Regions from separate parts of the Mus musculus genome. Here region 1 is linked to region 2. The links are chromatin contacts, called in public HiChIP or PLAC-seq maps. All regions are on one chromosome and are shown on one strand. The core of a region is the stretch at or near the end of the contact, and the rest is flanking DNA. Distances in the headings are between cores, read along the strand shown. Region 1 has its middle 34 kb from the start of D730003K21Rik. Region 2 overlaps Tgfbr2 (transforming growth factor, beta receptor II).

The links. HiChIP or PLAC-seq counts read pairs in DNA pulled down with a chosen protein or histone mark.
Region 1: a contact with region 2 is called in a BATF HiChIP or PLAC-seq map of CD8 T cells, with 10 read pairs. The contact joins two enhancer-like sites. A contact is called at or near these places in 1 of 15 datasets of contacts at CTCF or cohesin (CD8 T cells), 1 of 484 Hi-C or Micro-C datasets (effector CD8 T cells) and 2 of 115 datasets of contacts at active chromatin or transcription factors (CD8 T cells and regulatory T cell precursor).

The regions. Positions count from the first base shown.
Region 1 is chr9:116,290,392-116,295,891 of GRCm38.p6, forward strand. No RefSeq gene overlaps it. Among named protein-coding and RNA genes, the nearest start is that of D730003K21Rik, 34 kb to the right of the region's middle. Within about 2 kb of position 3,865, at least 48 of the 459 cell types and tissues checked have an H3K27ac peak or open chromatin away from gene starts, as enhancers often do. A contact at or near this core is called in CD8 T cells, where this site is marked.
Region 2 is chr9:116,135,362-116,140,396 of GRCm38.p6, forward strand. All of the region lies in intron 2 of Tgfbr2 (transforming growth factor, beta receptor II), which reads right to left. Among named protein-coding and RNA genes, the nearest start is that of Gm31292, 7.5 kb to the right of the region's middle. Within about 2 kb of position 3,525, at least 90 of the 459 cell types and tissues checked have an H3K27ac peak or open chromatin away from gene starts, as enhancers often do. A contact at or near this core is called in CD8 T cells, where this site is marked.

The sequences.
Region 1 (5,500 bases), core at 2,615-5,114, 160 kb after region 2:
CTCCTGTCCAGCTTTGTGACTTTGGGTGTGAGTCCTCACTAGCCATTTCTGTAATAGAAAAGGAAAAGAACAATATAACAACTAACCAATCCCTCTCCACACAGAAAATAATGGTTGGGGGTTTGTTTTCGTGTGTGTGTATATGTGTGAATGTGTGTGAGTATGTATGTGTATGTATGTGTGTGTATGTGTGAATGTGTGTGTATGTGTGTGCATGTGTATGTATATGTGTGTCTATGTGTGAATGTGTGTGTATATGTGTGAATGTATGTGAATATGTGATTGTGTGTGAATAAGTGTGTATGTGTGTATGTGTATGCATGTGTGTTTATGTTTATATATGTGTATATGAGTATGTATATGTGTGTATGTGTGTGCGTGTACATATGGAAATCAAAGGACAGCCCTGAGTATCATTGCTCACCTGCCATTCACTTTGGTTTTGTTTGTTTGTTTGTTTTGTTTTGTTTTGTTTTGTTTTGTTTTTGAAACTGGATCACTGGCCAGTCTTGAATTTATCAAATAGAGCAGGCTTGGGGGCATCAAGACCCAGAATCCTTCTGTTTCTGCTTCCTTCTTAAAGGTTCTGGGACCAGACTCAGGCCCTTGAACTTCTGAGGCAAGCATTTGACCTACTACCTCATCTCCCCAGTCCAGGCAGGCAATCTTAACACACGCATTGTGCCTCCTTGTGTCTAGAATTTACACAACAGGATGGTAACCAGGTTTCTGATTCTACAATGGTATGATTTAGTTGCAAAGTAAACTAAAGACAGATTCCAAGGTAACTACAGCACTAATTGATTTTTTTTCTTTCATTCTGAAAGAGAAAGGCTTGGGCAGTATTTGGAATGGGGTCAAGGGTATATTAATTATTAATTGTGGGCTACAGTTTTCATGTAGAAACAACAAAGGGCATTTTGACATGTTTACTAATTACTCCAAGGTATTTTTTAATACTTGGCTCATACTATCTCCCACAGCCATGGCAGGATATCAGAGCAAACTCATTTCCTTGGAGACGCAGCGGGACAGTGTCTGAAATACTGCCTCGAGTTCAGTGCAAACACTGGGCTTTTACTCCATGGCTGCATCTCTGCTGTTCTGACATTTTATTCTTAATTGTTCCCTTAGTGACAGTAGTTGCTGCCACCACTGTGAAGAAAAGATAGCAAGGGGAGAGCCCTGGGAAGAAAGAAATAGGAAGATAATTCTGGAAATAGACTTTCTTTTCTATTACAAAGGAGGCAAAGATTGCTTGCATCAAACTTTGTTGCTAAAGTTCTAGTAAACTAATTGTTCTCCAGAGGGTGGCCGCCATAATAGAAAGACATTTTGGCCCAACCAGGGGAGATTTGGTTGGGTAGGCAGATGTGAATTTGGTAATGACTTACAGCCTTCTTCTTATCAGATGGAGCAAGAGGTGGCCCACACATGTGACGTCAATACATTTGGAAACCTTGTGAAGAACTGCAGCTGTATTGGCGACTTTTGTCACTGCTGTGGCAAAATGCCTGACAGGAAGCAATATGATGAAGGCATCAAGATTTTCCTGCCTTACAGTTCAGGGTGATGCATTTCATCCTGGTGGGGAAGGCATGGGGCAGGAACCAGAGTCTGGCTGTTGAAATTGCATCAACAGTCAAGAAGCAGAGAGTGAACAGGAGGGAGGGCTGGGCTTGCAAACCTCAAGGCCTATTCCAGGGATAGACTTCTAACAGCAAGGCTGGACTTCCTAATGGCTCCACAAGTCTACCAAACAGCCAGCAGCTGGGGAGCAAATGTTCAAAGAGATGAACGTATGCAGAACAGCTCATATTTAAACCGTGTAGTTACAGTCCGCGCAAAGGACTGTGTGGCCAGATAGCCTGGATTGCAGTTCTTTGACGGGTTCTCCCATATGGTGTCTCTGAGCTGCTCCCAGGTAGTTAACACTGACTGAACCTGCCAGAATATGGAAACCTTCTCTCCATGTCCCTCTGTGCCTGATAGATACTTCCTATGACATAAGCTATCTTTTGTTTCAAAAATCTCACACTTTGGAACTTCCTTTAGTAGAGCCCATGAGTGGTGTGTGTGTGTAAAGCCAAAGTGTCTTTGTCTTAGTGAGTTTCATTATGGCAGTTACCACTAATGGTATTGGTGAAGTTGCGTGAATGAAATAACATGGTGAGGATGCTCAGGGAGTCAGTAAGAAACCACAGGCTCGCCTTCTTCAGGGGCAAGGGTATAACATCCATGGCTGCCATTTTGGCATAAAAATACCTCTTCCTGCATTAGAAATCTCTCATGGAGGCACGGACTTCATTTCCAGTAGAACAAGCACCAGCGAACGATGGTTTCGCACAAGCAGCCAGGCAGAAATCTGTGTTCCTGTAGTTGGCTCTGGAGAAGTTTTCAAGCTGGCTATCTCATGAACACCTTGGAGCAGACTGGTCACATGACCCAAATCCCAAAAGTCGTTGGATGGAGGTCTGTGGAGAGACTCTCAAATGCACCACAGTGGCAGAACTGGTGGTGTTTGTAAGGGAAGAAATCCAGAGCGTGAGTCTCTTATGGGTGTGTGCTCTATGCGGACACTACCTAGGAATGCTACTCCATCCTCCGGCCTGTGGCTGCGCTTGTTAGACGGAATCAGGGAGGGGTGGGAAAGGAGGAGACAAAAAATAAGATAGGAGAGAGAGAGTGAGAAGAGTGGCGGAGAAAATGAGAATGAAGATCAGACAGGAGAGCGAAAGAGTGAGAGGGAGAGCGAGAGAGAGAGAGAGAGAGAGAGAGAGAGAGAGAGAGAGCAAGCTAGCTAGCTTTTGTTCTTAAATTGAAGGCACCTCACCCAGCCAGGGGCCTCTTGAGAAACAAGAACTTTCTTGAAGAGCAGTTAGCACCAGCAGGAAGGAAAAGTTCCACCAGGGAGCTGCTTGGAGGGAAGGGGGGCTGGGCGGGGGCCAACTGAGCCACTTGCCTTCCTTTTAGATGAATATCACCTCTGCTTTCACTCCTAAGGCTTCCTGGAATGCCTGCGAATGTTTTTCCAGTCTTCGAAGGATCACCCATGCCTGAATCTTCCTAGCTCCTGTCTGCTGGCCGAAGTTGCCATCCATTTATCCTGGAATGACTTTTTTAAGGGTGAAAAATTGAAGGATTGCAGGATGATGGCTCCCTGCTGGCCAACTGGTCTGACTAAGCGTTCTGGCCTATTTGTAGAGTATCTGTGCTCAGCTTCAAGAATATATTCATGCTCTAGTCTGGTGAAAAATAGTCCTACCCCAGGAAGCTTTGAAGGATAGGATGTAAGCTTTGGGGATACATTTTAGGTGCCATCCAGGAGGTATCATGGTGGAGAAAGGCAGGCCAGTTTAGAAGGAGCCCTGGGTTTGAACCTCAACTTGATACACTGAGACGCACTTGCAGAGGGATCCAAACTGAAGGCTTTTCTAGTGATGTGTTTGCTCTCCCTGAAACCCACTCTCCTCTGTGTGTGTGTGTGTGTGTGTGTGTGAGTCAGAGGCCTCTATGCCTTCCTTAATCATTCTCTACCTTTTCTTTTTTTTAATGTTTATGTTTAGCCAGCTTATGTGTCTGTACAGCACATGAGTTTCTGGTACCCTCGAAGGCCAGAAGAAGGTTTCGGATCCTCTAGAACCGAAGTTATGGATGGCTGTGAGCCATCTTGGGTGGGTGCTAAAAACTAAACCCAGGTGCTCTGTAAGAGCAGTAAGTACTTTAAGCCATGAGACATCCTTCCATCTGCCCCATTTAATGTTTTGAGACCGGATCTCTCAATGGGACCTCAGGCCTGCTGCTGGTTCAGCTAGGCTGGCTGGGCCCCATTCCCCCGGAAGTCTCCTCTCTCTGCTTCCCCAGTGCTGAGATCACACACCAGCACTTGTGTGCCAGGCCTTTTATGTGGCTGCTCCAGATCTGAGTGGGTCCTCAATGCTTGAGTGGCAATAACCTTACCTTCTGAGCAATCTCTATAACCCAGTTCCTATACAGATGGATAGAACTGAGCAAGATCCAGTTGTATCAGGAGGGGTAGAGAAATGATAGGGTTGCCCATGATAACGACCTGAGACTCATGGAAAAGCTGACATCACCAAGTCTCCTGGAATGTAACTTCCTTCTGGTCTCTCTCTCTCTCTCTCCTTCTCTCTCACTTGATAGGTGGTGTGGGGGACAAAGGAAACAAGCAGAAAGACGACAGCCGAAGCTTTTCTCACTCTTCCTAGCCTGAGGTGACACACGATGGAGACAAAGATTGTTTGTAAGCCAGAACATGCGATGGCTCTAAGGTCCCATAGGAAGGAGAAGCACCACTGTTGACTGCTGTGCAGCTTCTGGTTTCACTGCAGAATTGTAGACTGTGCACACAGCGGAGGCATCTAAGGAGGCAGGGAGGAGGGCTCAAGTCTAAGGTGTTAGGCAGAGCTTTTTAGCAGGCTGGGATGCTGATGAGGTAGAATTTTAATATCAGGGCATTTCAAAGGAGGGTGCTCTGCAAATATGCAGTTCAGAGGCTAGATAGCTGTGTCTCAGGAGGAGGGCAAAAATCCGAAACAGGGCAGGCCTCAACAGAACAGAAACTTGAATCCTGCCCGTTCCAGAGTGCATTAAGGTGGCCTGCTCCTAACCTCTTCCTCTCCAGGAAAGGATGCAATCTCTAAAGACAGTGCAGTCACTCCGGCTGGGTCTTACTTGGCTGAGTTCCTAACATTGGCGCTGAAGAAAGATTGACATATTTTGAGACTGACACTGCAGGTCAAACTCTTTCATGCTCATTGATAGAAAAGCCTTTGACAATCCCTTTTCCAATAACACCCAACAATGATCTGAAAGCACCACATGCAAGTGGGCGAGATTTCAGAAACGTCAGGTGGTTCATCGTTAAGAACACTAATCAACAAGGCCGGGTGTGGTGGCGCACACCTTTAATCACAGTACTCGGGAGGCAGAGGCAGGCGGATTTCTGAGTTTGAGGCCAACCTGGTCTACAAAGTGAGTTCCAGGACAGCCAGGGCTATACAGAGAAACCCTGTCTCGAAAAAAACAAAAACAAAAAAGTATTTTTAAAAATCAAGAAGAAATTGTAATTATCTTCATAAATGCAGATGTTTGATAAAGTCAAAATATTCACAGTTTGAAGAACATTTTAACCTATTTCAGTAAAAAATTACCTCTCTAGATTAAAAAAAAAGAATTAATAGAAAATATCAACAAAAGGTTTTCTTACCTGAAATATTAACAGCACCTCTGTTAAGGTTAAATTGAAGCATTGCCCTTATAGATCTTAGAAACATATAGTATAATAAGTCATATTAAATATATAGTTAATGGATGTGTTGGTTATAATCACAGGGTATAAGTCCCTATGAAAATATAACTGATATTCAGGTAGGTGTGAAAATAATAAAACAATGAAGAATGCAAGAATAGAAATGAAGAACAGGCTAAAACAGCCCTGCCAAGGAAGGAAGAGGCCAGTGAACTCGTGCTTGTGAAA
Region 2 (5,035 bases), core at 2,275-4,774:
GAAGCCACCCAACAGAGGTGTTGACAGGGGTAAGTGCCTAGGGCTGGTGCTGGGCAAACAGGCCTAACAGGAAAGAAACAGATGGGGCCAGCAAAATAGAGAGAGAAAAGGAAGGAAAGGAAGAAAGAAGGAAGGGAGGGGGGGAGGGCAATGGGAAGGGGAGGGGGAGGAGGGGAGGGGGAGGGAAACTAAGAGAGCAACTCACAAAGCTCTTGATGCTCCCTGCCACAACCTGAGCTGACCAGAGCAGCATGACACAGATCACCTTGCCTGCTGCCCTCCTAGGAGGTCTGAGAAAGTCTCTTCATTGATCTTTGAGAGAAAGGGGAACAGCACCCCACACCTCACATTTGGAAGCGTGGGCATTTGGAAGGGCAGTAGATAAGGGGAATGTAGACTTCTCAGCGCCAGCTGGGGGCACGCTTTGCCTTTTTGTTTATTTCATTTTTCCACCATTACAGCAAAGCAGAAGGTACCACAGTTAAGGTTCAGTCGGGATATTTTCTTCCCTCCTCTTCCTTTTCTACCTCCTTGGATTCCTCTATGAAAACCTTACACAAGGCATGATCAATACAATTCACCCTGACCTGGGAACCCCTGACAGAGGTTAGCTGACCGAGATCACTGCCCACTAACAATCCCATCAGCTCCCGGAAGCCTATAAACCTTCAACCTTTTCCCTTTAGACCAATATTCTCTTCCCTGTATGTGACAGCCACCCCCTGGCCTTTTGTGAAACTGTTTGGCAAGACAGTCACTTTCAGACTATAGCAATATTGGTCATCTGTGTTGGCCTCATGTCATTCTGTTAAAAGCTTTACGAATTCACTCTGGAACAGGGAGCAGAGAAACACCAGCTTTTGTTCAGTTCATGCTTTCAGGAGGGTCACAAATGCCCCAGCAGCCTCAAAGCAACAGGTGAAATCCCAAGCCTCCCTCCCTCAAGAATTCCCAAAGACCTCGTGAGGTCATGAGGACAGGTGGAGGGAGGCAGTCGTGCTGCATATGCCTGTCCCAATCCCTAGGGAGAATCGGTGCCAGCCAAGCCCTTACGCACACAGCAGTGATTCTTATGTTTAATCTGTGATGCTTCAGAGGCCAAAGGGATGGCACCGCAAGGATGTGCATCTAGATCAACAGCTAGGGACAAAGATACAATTCTAAACAAACCCAAGAACTCTCTCCTAGCCGGAGGGGTGAGCTAGTCAGTGCATCACTTGCCTTGCAAGCAGGAGATCCTGACTTCAGTCCCCAGACTGTAGGCTTAAACCAGGAGTTTCCACTTCACCAGCCCTTATGTAAAGACACAAAACAACTCCAACACCACCAAGACAACCTAACTGACTCTTCAACAACCTCAACCCAAAATTCAAAACGCTTTTCAGTTTGATAGCTTTGTTACACACCGTGTGTTTGCTTAAACAGTCTGCTATGAAGGCAACACATTTTAATTGCTACAGATCCTCCATTAGCGGCTGGCCATCCTTTGGGAATTTTATACCAGTAGCAGGCAAATTAATTATTCGAAGTGTTCTCTGAAAAGAAGTTCCAGTAATAGGAGGCTCTCTCACCTAGAAAGTCTCATGCTGTCCTATGAAAGGGACAGCTGTCAGAGCATGTGACAGACTCATGAGACATAACACATTTCACTTCTCTTCCACAAGCCCTTGAGTAATAGCAAAACCTTCACCCCGGCACAAAGGTTACTGCATCGTTCTCTCCCATTGCCCCAAACTCACTGCCGAAGGCTCTGAGCTCTCACTGGGAAGGGAGGTGTTAATTTCTAGACAAGCACTGTTGTCTAAGGATTGTGGGGGTAAGAAGGGCTCAGATTTTTAAATTGGGATTAGGACTTCTTGGCCCATGTCTTTGAAACAGTGTTTACTGGTGGCTGGAAGGTTAGGGGAAAATTCATCAAGAATGCTTAACATTCTGCCAGCAGTGTCTTCATGTAACATTGAACTGTGTTCTCCTGATTATTGATTATTCTCGTGTATGTGAGGTGGGGGCACAGCATGCCCTAGCATGGACACGGGATAACTTTGTAGAGTTGGTTTTCTCTTCCAGCTTTACTTGGGTCTCAGGGATCCAACTAGGTTCTTCAGGACTGTGCAAAGAGGACTTATATCTGATGAGCGATTCACCAGCCCTACTCATATACCTCTGAATTCATGCACCCCTTTAGTACGGTCCAGGTTTGTGGAGAACCTGAGAACTCATTGACTCCACACATGACTGTGATGCCTGGCTTGGTGCTGTATATTTAAGAGTGCCATTGCTATTGCTGCAGTCGAAGGCAAAGCATCTTGAAGAATAACCCACAGCAAGTAGTGAACAGAACTCACTATGCCTTGAAGCTGAGCTTGTCAAGTGTGAATACACACTCAAATCCCTCAGGGGAAATATTGAATCTGCAGGTGTAGCTCGTGCACAAGCTCACAGAGCTGTGGGGGCTGGTGTGTTAGACATTCATAGAGCAGACTAGAAGTATGGAAACCAGACAGGAACTCATGATGAAGTTTCTGGTCAGAGTTCTTCCCCAGGAAACTCCACTGCTCACTTTTGTAGTGTACAACAGAGTCACATGATCGATGGTAACCTCCTTTGGTCAAAAACAATTAACTACAGCTGCCAATTGTATATGCAGAATAGCTTCATGGCAGTGCCAGGACTAAGGTTTCATTAAAAAGCTAAATGTGGGATAGAGAGACTATAGCTCAGAACGGATTTTAATCCTCAGCCCCCATGACAAAAAAGAAAGAAAGAAAGACAAAAGAAAGAGAGAGAGAGAGAGAGAGAGAGAGAGAGAGAGAGAGAGAGAGAGAAAGAAAGAAAGAAAGAAAGAAAGAAAGAAAGAAAGAAAGAAAGAAAGAAAGAAAGAAAGAGAAAGGAAGGAAGGAAGGAAGGAAGGAAGGAAGGAAGGAAGGAAGGAAGGAAGGAGGAAGGAAGGCAGGCAGGAGGGAGCTGGGCATGGCAGTGCAATTGGAAGTTGGACACAGGCATATTCTTGGAGTCTGCTGGCCAGTTAGCCTAGCTGACTTATTTGGCAAGCTCCAACTAATGAAGGCCCCTGTTCTAAATAATATACATTTTTTAAAGGTAAATATTTGTCACCTGAGGAATGACACCTGATGTTGCCCTCTGGTTTACACACACACACACACACACACACACACACACACACACACACACACTTTACACCTAGCTCTGTACACTCAACCCATCCATCCGCCTAGCAAGTCTGAAGTTATTCTTATCTGAGGTAGAGGGTCACTGCACGCAGCAGGGAGACCCGCCATTTCCCCTTTTCTCTGTGGGTTTTAGAGCTGGCAAAATGGAAGGCTGTTTTCCTTGCTCTTCACAGCATGTCTCCTCCTACAGCTCTTTCCATCTGCTTTCTCTTAGACTTGGCCTCTTAAGTGATCGCAGGCCCAGAGGCCAGCTCGCCATCTGGGCCCACGCTGAAAGACTCGATCTCGGAATGGGTTTTAATTGCAGCTGGCATTTCAGAGTCAGACACCCAAGCCACCATCTGGCAGACAGCGATGTGGTTTGCCATGCCGGCAGCTAACACCCACGGCTCAGGAGACCAGGTGGGACCAGCCCACTGGCCTGTCACATGGCCTCCCCCCCAGAACAAAGAAGCAAGTCTGTGGGAATCAAAAGTTCCCACTCCTACGCAATATGGAAGACAATTACTGCAAGCCATCCAACAGATGCAAAAATGCTTCCTAACTAAGTTTCAGGGTTAAAAAAAAAAAGTCTTGACTCCACTTCCTTGTGTCATTAAAGTATTTTGCCATGGAAGAGTGAAGTGAGTGTCTCCAGGAGGCAATGTCTTATGGTCCCTGGGCATCGGTGCTAGACAGCACCTTACTGTGAAATCACAGAGGCTGAAGGAAGGTGACAGGGGTCACTGTACTTTATTAAATGGGCTGTGGAGATAGTAGTGTTTGGTCAACAAAGTGTTTGCCTTGCAAGGCATGAGGACCCAAGTTCAATCCCAAAGCCCACGTCAAAAGTCAGAAGTGGCACACTCTTGTAATCCCAGTGCTAGGAGGTAGAGACAGGAGGATGCCTGGGACTTGCTGGCAGTTGGCATAGCCTACTCGGTGATCTCCAGGTCTGTGAGAAACACTGTCTAGAAAAAGACAGGTGACATTCTCCCAGAATGTGATCTGGGGTCATTCTCCACTACCAACATATACACACAAGCACACATCCATATTCAAGGCACTTCATTAGCACTTTATTAAAACCTGTCAAGGACGACCAATTTCATGCTCTGAAATCTACTTGCAATGCCTTGTGCTTCCTGCTCGGTAACTACAACAATCTCAACAATCAGTGAAAGATCAGGGTCACTAGAAATGCCTGGCCCACGGGGCTCTTCTTCCTCTTCCCTGTTGCTGAGAAAAGAAAAAGATCTGGTGGCAGTTTCTGTCCTTGTCATCGAGACTGAAGACTTAAAGACAGAGCCCCTGAACCGCACGATGACAGAGACAAACACAGACAACAGTGGGCTCTGGCCTCCCTGGCTTGCTCTGACGAAGATCATTCAAGCCTGGCATGGTATGAACCTCACTTGCAATCCCAAAACCCGATAGGCTGAGGCAGGAGGATTGAAGACAGCCTGAGCTACATTGTAAGACCCCAGTTCAAAAATGTTTTTTTGAAAGGAAAGAGAAGCCGGGCAGTGGTGGTGCATGCCTTTAATCCCAGCACTTGGGAGGCAGAGGCAGGTAGATTTCTGAGTTCCAGGCCAGCCTGGTCTACAGAGTGAGTTCCAAGACAGCCAGGGCTACACAGAGAAACCCTGTCTCGAAAAACAAAAACCCAACCAACCAACCAACCAAACAAACAAACAAACACAAAAAAAAGGAAAGAGAAAGAGAAAAAGAGGGGTACAGAGGGAAGGAAATGGAAGAAGGGGAGCTGGAGGGGAGAGACAGAGACAGAGAAAATAAACAAGATGAAAGAGGGAGAGATGAAGAAAGAAAAGAGGAGCAGGTCAGATCCTGCAGTGAGCCAGCCA